Linked DNA regions of Zea mays: region 1 is linked to region 2. A link is a contact called in public Hi-C data. All regions are on one chromosome and are shown on one strand. The core of a region is the stretch at or near the end of the contact, and the rest is flanking DNA. Distances in the headings are between cores, read along the strand shown. Region 1 holds the start of LOC103638764. Region 2 holds the start of LOC103638763.

Evidence for each region. A called contact is a pair of places that touch in the nucleus more often than the background predicts.
Region 1: a contact with region 2 is called in a Hi-C map of bundle sheath, with 3 times the contacts expected there. The contact joins the promoter of LOC103638764 here to the promoter of LOC103638763 in region 2. A contact is called at or near these places in 2 of 25 Hi-C or Micro-C datasets (bundle sheath and leaf).

The regions. Positions count from the first base shown.
Region 1 is chr9:103,576,808-103,580,020 of Zm-B73-REFERENCE-NAM-5.0, reverse strand. It overlaps LOC103638764, which reads right to left and starts at 1,677. Exons shown (of 3, transcript XM_008661583.4): 1 at 1,317-1,677; 2 at 1-189. The coding sequence starts at 176.
Region 2 is chr9:103,292,233-103,294,999 of Zm-B73-REFERENCE-NAM-5.0, reverse strand. LOC103638763 reads left to right here and starts at 1,279. Exons shown (of 1, transcript XM_008661582.4): 1 at 1,279-2,111. The coding sequence starts at 1,527. The coding sequence ends at 1,874.

The sequences.
Region 1 (3,213 bases), core at 428-2,927, 280 kb before region 2:
TCAAGCTTCAGATTGTTAAGTGTTGACGATATCTCTTGCTTAAATGCACTAAAAGTCCAGTCACTTTGAACATGCATAGCATGTGCCTCTCCACCAGAATATGACATGTGTCCATCTTCATCGGTGTTGAATTCTCCACCTATTTGAAGAACAGCTAATATTTGTCCCTTCCCCATAAGTGTCTCCTTCCTACAAAGGGACAACAAGTTCAAGAATTAGGCTACTAACTGATTTCTTTGAGACACTCCATGTGTGTCTATTACACAAGGAAAAAGACAAATTCTGTAAAGGGGTAAATTAAATCAACTCAAACGAATGGAGGTGTAAAATGAACTAAAAACACTGTGGGGGGCTATGTGAAGTTGTGAACATTGTCCATAGGTGAGGGGAGTAATTTGTACTTTTTCCATTAATAATTTTAAAGTGATAACAAACATCTCCAATGGTTAAATGCAATGTTTAATAACAACCCAAACATCAGTAGTTCAGCAGTTCAGCTTCATAAATAGTTGTAGAAATATAGGATTTCATGTGCAAACAGAAGGTACTGCCCCTATGGAAATGACTAGATATCTAAGGTGTGATTGGTTTCATGCATGCAGTCAGAACAGGCTGGTTGGATGCAGCATGCAGGAGGTAGATGTTTGGTTCGACGGACGTCCACATGGGCAAGGATTTGTGGGTGCAAATTAGGCCAAGAAATGAAATGGGATTTTGTTTCTGGGGAGCCTAGCTCACGCAGTGCACGTCACATGTCTGCTGCTCTCTTGGCGCCTGCACAAGGCGAGTAGGGAGAGACCAACCAATCAAGCTATGCGATGAGATGGTATGGATGGAAACATGAACCAAAGAAGGTGCTCCTACATGCAGAGACCCTGGCTGCCACATGTCAGCCTGGCTACCTAGAAAGTAGAAACCAGAACTAATCACGCCCCTAGTGAGCGGACTGAATGGCAAAACTAGTAACTGGAGGATTCCAGGCTTTCCTCTGCCACAAGCAAACTTGAAATAAACTCGGTGTGGGAATAATAGCGATGTTTTGATTCATGTGCATTTTAAACATATCTTCCAGGATGAAATACAAGTGAAGAATTGAACTTGTTGCTTCTTTTCTCAAGGAGGCGCTCAGTGTACCATGATACATTACTTTGAGAAAGCAAGCGGCAGATAAGCGGGCACAGAAAAACCTAATCGAAGTTCTGGTTTTCAGTAGTACGGATCCGTGTGGCCGACTAGGATTAATGAAGCCGAATTCAAGAAGTCACGGACAAACCCCAGGAAGCACTTGACTCCCACAGAACAGGTGTATCGATTACCTGGGTCGCGGCGGGATCTGCTGGTCGAAAGCGCGGGGATCCTACCCTCTGGTGTCAGCGGCACGAAGGGAGGACACCCGGCAGCGGAACCGGCGGTAGGCGCCAAGCGTAGGCTCAACTACGACGAGAAGCTGCTCGACGCGCGCGAGCGGTGGGGGCGTGGCCAGCAACGGGGCTCCCGGTTCCGGCCGCCGCTGGTCTGACTCGGGGATAAGGCGGTCATGTGCCCGGGTGCGGCTTCCGATCTAGGGTTTGCGTGCGGGGTCCACGCGTCACACGCATCCCGCATTCCCCAATCCCCATCTCATCTCTCTCTTCTTTATCTATACTATTTGTACTGTCTATTAAGTCAATAATGTACACGGTTATTGTGCCTCCGTTAGGTTTAAAAACGGACGGATCAAATCCCACCCGACCTGTGGGGACAGATATCCCCGGGTCCACTAGAAGGCGAAAGGCCCTCGCGTGGGGCATCGGGCCAGTTACCTCGCAAGGCCATCCCTTCATGGGCAGGACAAAAACTACTAGCGTAATGGGCCGACATGAGAAGGTGACAGACACAGACTCAAGCTCAGGCATCCCGTCAAATCATGTGTTATCCAAAGATACCGTCCGACTTTCCCACGCGTGGCGCCCACAAATGTCGGCGCGGATTAGGGATGAATCGGCGATGTTTTCGGAAGAACAGTTCAGTCGGTTCACTATTATTTAGGAAATATGTGATCATGATGTAAGTATGGAGTGCCCTACGGTCGTGTATATAAGGCGCAGAGGGTACCACATCATTTTCATTCCCATCTACCTATCTCATTAGCTTCTCTCCATCCAGGAGACATCGCTTGTAACCCACCACATATAGATCCACACCAGGAAGTAGGGTATTACGCCTCTCCAAGCGGCCCGAATCTGCAGAAAATTGTTTGTCTCTCTCTTTCGTGCATCCAGCAAGAACCATTGAGTTACACTCAACAGCACTTTCCTACCCAAAAGCACCACAAGGGTAACCCTAGGTGTGTGGTCGGGCTCTAAACACCGACAGCTGGCGCGCCGGGTAGGGGGGTGTCGTTGATCCAAGCTAGCTCAATGGCCATCACCTCCAAGTGCAAGATCGCCCTTCGTCCCGAGACTATGTTCTGCTTTGGAACCATCTCATCCGTAGTAGATGAAGAGGAAACTCTGCACCGCATAGCAGATCCGCCGGAGAAGAAGCTTTCCTCGGAAATCCCGAGGAGAGCCAGAGCAGAATAGCGGGTGGTGCCACCACCCACATCTCAAGCGAAGATGACCTCTTACAAACCGAAGGCCGGAGCTCACCTACCCGAAAAACTCTGATGTCCACCTCGCCCACAAAGGAGTGGACACGGATCACTCGAAAGAAGGAAGCAAACATTCTGAGTTAGGGGACGAGAGCACGCTGAGCCGTCTTTCCGACACCTTCACCCTCAAAGGAGGACGGAAAGAAGAGCGCCATCGCGACGACTCCTTTCTACCCCGACGTCCTCTTCATCGGGGGAGATTAGAGTCATCACCCATCTCCGACGATGAGTCTACCATGCAAGGGGAAGAACCTACCCAGCGTGAAGCACGACAACGGAGGAACAGACGCCGGAACGTGCGACGACATTACGAAGCTAAGGAACGGGATCCAGCGCAGCCCGTATCCCGGGACGAAGCCTCAGAAGTAGGAGAATCTCCCAACGAGCGAGTACACCGGGAAAGGCGAAACTCTTGCCGCTGCGATCGTCGACAAGCTCAGGACCGAGAACGAGAGCAAGCCGAGCAAGGTGCAAGGCTGCGCCGAGAGAACCCTCTCTTTGCTCGGAACCTATACTCTGACTTCGCCCGTGCAATGGACACGCCGAGTGAAGTCGGAGGACTGCTGGCCTAGATAGCTGAC
Region 2 (2,767 bases), core at 30-2,529:
TTAAAATCTTGATATTTCTATTTAGAACCTGCCATGTTTAGGCAATAGATGTTTTGTGGTTCATCGATTGCAAGACGATTAAGGCTGAGAAAACGGGTGTGTGTTTGACAGTTGCACAATGAAAAGCAGTATACTGAAACATGGCAACGGAATCTGGCTTGGAATATTGTCCTCTTACAACATATTTTCAGTCTTATACTTCTGCTCCCCTTGTTGTAGGGTACACAAGTGAAGTCCCTTGCAGCAGAGAACACGTCCCTTCGATCTGAAATCGGCAGTCTAAACAGAGCGCTCAGAGAAGCTCATATTAGAGAACTCTGCCTTAATGGTGTAATGAAAATTTTCCTAATGCCTCTCCCTACTATATTCAGGCGATGCCTTTCCTCTGACGAAATAGATCATTTCTTCTCTTGGGTCAGTTTAGTACCTCAAAATACTTTGTAGCCCATTATCTCAACTTAATGTGATTTGTGTTACAACAATCATTTGTTCTGACATATGATTATTGTTAGTACTAATCTTAAGGTACTCGACCTTTTAATTTTGTGGCCGCATCAAAATGGTTGTCCTATACGCTATAACCGGGGGCGAGCCCATGTAGAAGCAAGGGTATTTAATTGAATACCCATTATTTTTTGGCAATAGAATTTATGTGTATACATATTATATCTATGAAGTGAAATATTGTAAAAATATAAAATAACACCATTTTAAAGCTATTTGACTCAAACTTCGCTTTTTGCTGGTCTTTTTCATTTTCCTACCGTGCGACTAGGGATTGGGAGTTGGGACACGAGTATATGGTTTGCAAATCTATAACTACGAGACAAAATTTAATCCACACCCATACACATATATGTTCCTAGCATGAATAACAATTTTAGGCTCCTAAAAAAGTATGTCTACTAGAATTTCGAATACCCATCCTTCAAATACTGGGCACACCCTGTCTATAACATACGGAATAGCTTGTTCCACTACTTGCGTGAAATGTCCCGCGCCTGCCTGATAGGGCGTTTTCTTTTCTAGTAATTGTGAATGGACAGAGTATCTAAACTACCACCGATGATCAGGTGCTAGCCCCGTAGCGGTTTCACCTTCCGTCCAAACCGGCAAACCCGGTGGCGCCCGCCGCGCCGCCCCCTGCTAATCTGCACCCGCCCTCCAGTCAATTCTCCTCTCACTCCTTTCTGCAGCGTGCGCCTGCGGTAGCTATGACTACGACTATGAGGCCATGATGACACACCCCGCAGCACCTGATCATCTCGCCTGACCTGGGGGCTGGGGCATGCAGCAGCCAACTCGGCACAGCAAGCAGGAAGTGGTTTCCTTTCTCCGCTGACCTCCCCCCGCCACTATATATACCTCCCGCTCTCTCCTTCATTCGCCATTATCATTTCCATTCCACCGAAGATCCCAGAAACAAGCCAATAGCCCAATAGGCAATAGCTAGAGGTCTCTTCGTTGCGCTGCTAGTACACATAAAAGCAAGAGCGAGAGCGAGAGAGAGAGAGAAGAAGAAGAAGATGAGGCCGGGGAGAGATGGTGGAGGTGTTTCGGCGAAGCTAACGGGCGGCGCAGGCGGGGCCCCGCCGAGCCTATGGAAGACGCCGACCCCATACGTCTTCCTAGGCCTGGCCTTCATGATGTGCGTCATCGCGACGGCTCTGCTCGTGCTCATCTGCACGCGCAAGAAGGCGTCGTCCTCGCGGCGGCGGGATGATGGGGCGGCCGACGAGAGGGCGGCGCTCGCGCCGCTGGACCGCGAGCCCAAGGTCGTCGTCTTCATGCCCGGCGACCGCGCGCAGCCGTCCTTCCTCGCCAGCGTCAAGCCGCTCGGCGGCGGCGGTGATGATGGCACGGCGGCAGCGTAGCCGCCAGAGGGGGAGAGAGGAGGACAAAAGAGGCCAGCCCCGCGCGCGTCGAACTCGAACCGAGCCGAGCCGAGCCGGCGACGCGGGGACAATTTTGTGGATAGATATTAGATAGTAATAGTATGAGTGTGTATTTTTGAGACGGAGTTTGGTTTGGCTCAAAAGATCCCATGCATCTTCAATAAACGCGTGCGGCCTTTTGGTTTGGCTGCGTGTGCGCGTTCAGGTTGGATCCAATCGATTTGGCTTAGAAGTTAGAACTCTGCACGACTGCTATCTCTTGTGCTGCATCATCGACGACGACCATGCTTTGTTCGTCGGCACACACGCCGTCACAGCGACGAGGAGCCTCGCCGGCGGCAGGTGTTTCAGTAGTGGTAGTGGCAGGTTATTACCGCAAGGGAAACGAATTTGCAGTAGCTAGCTAGATTGGTGCAAAGATGTGCTCCAAATGTAAAAAGGGCGCCCAGGCCCGGCGGCCTGACGACAGCTGAGCTGCACCTGCACGTCGAACCGAGAGGCCGGAATCGCCGCCGGCGTATTCTCGAGGGCGCAGGCTTTTCGTGGCACCCAGATCTGTCGACGGCGAGCCACCGTCAGGCTCATCAATGCAACATCTGATCCGCGTGGCGGTGCATGCGTCGCCGGTATACATGTGTAGTACACGAAGCTGAATAATATTAATAATCGATCGAGCCGAGTACGACCTGCCATTGTAGTATATCAATGCTGGCCGGTCGATTTACATATCGGTTTTTTTTTTCTTCTATAATCAAACTTGTTCGATTATATGTCGTTAAGTACTCTCGAAACATGTAAATCCCCTAGTTAGGTACTCGACCTTGTTCCCTATTTAATTAGGTACTCAAACTTATTTTGTTATGTACTAGTCC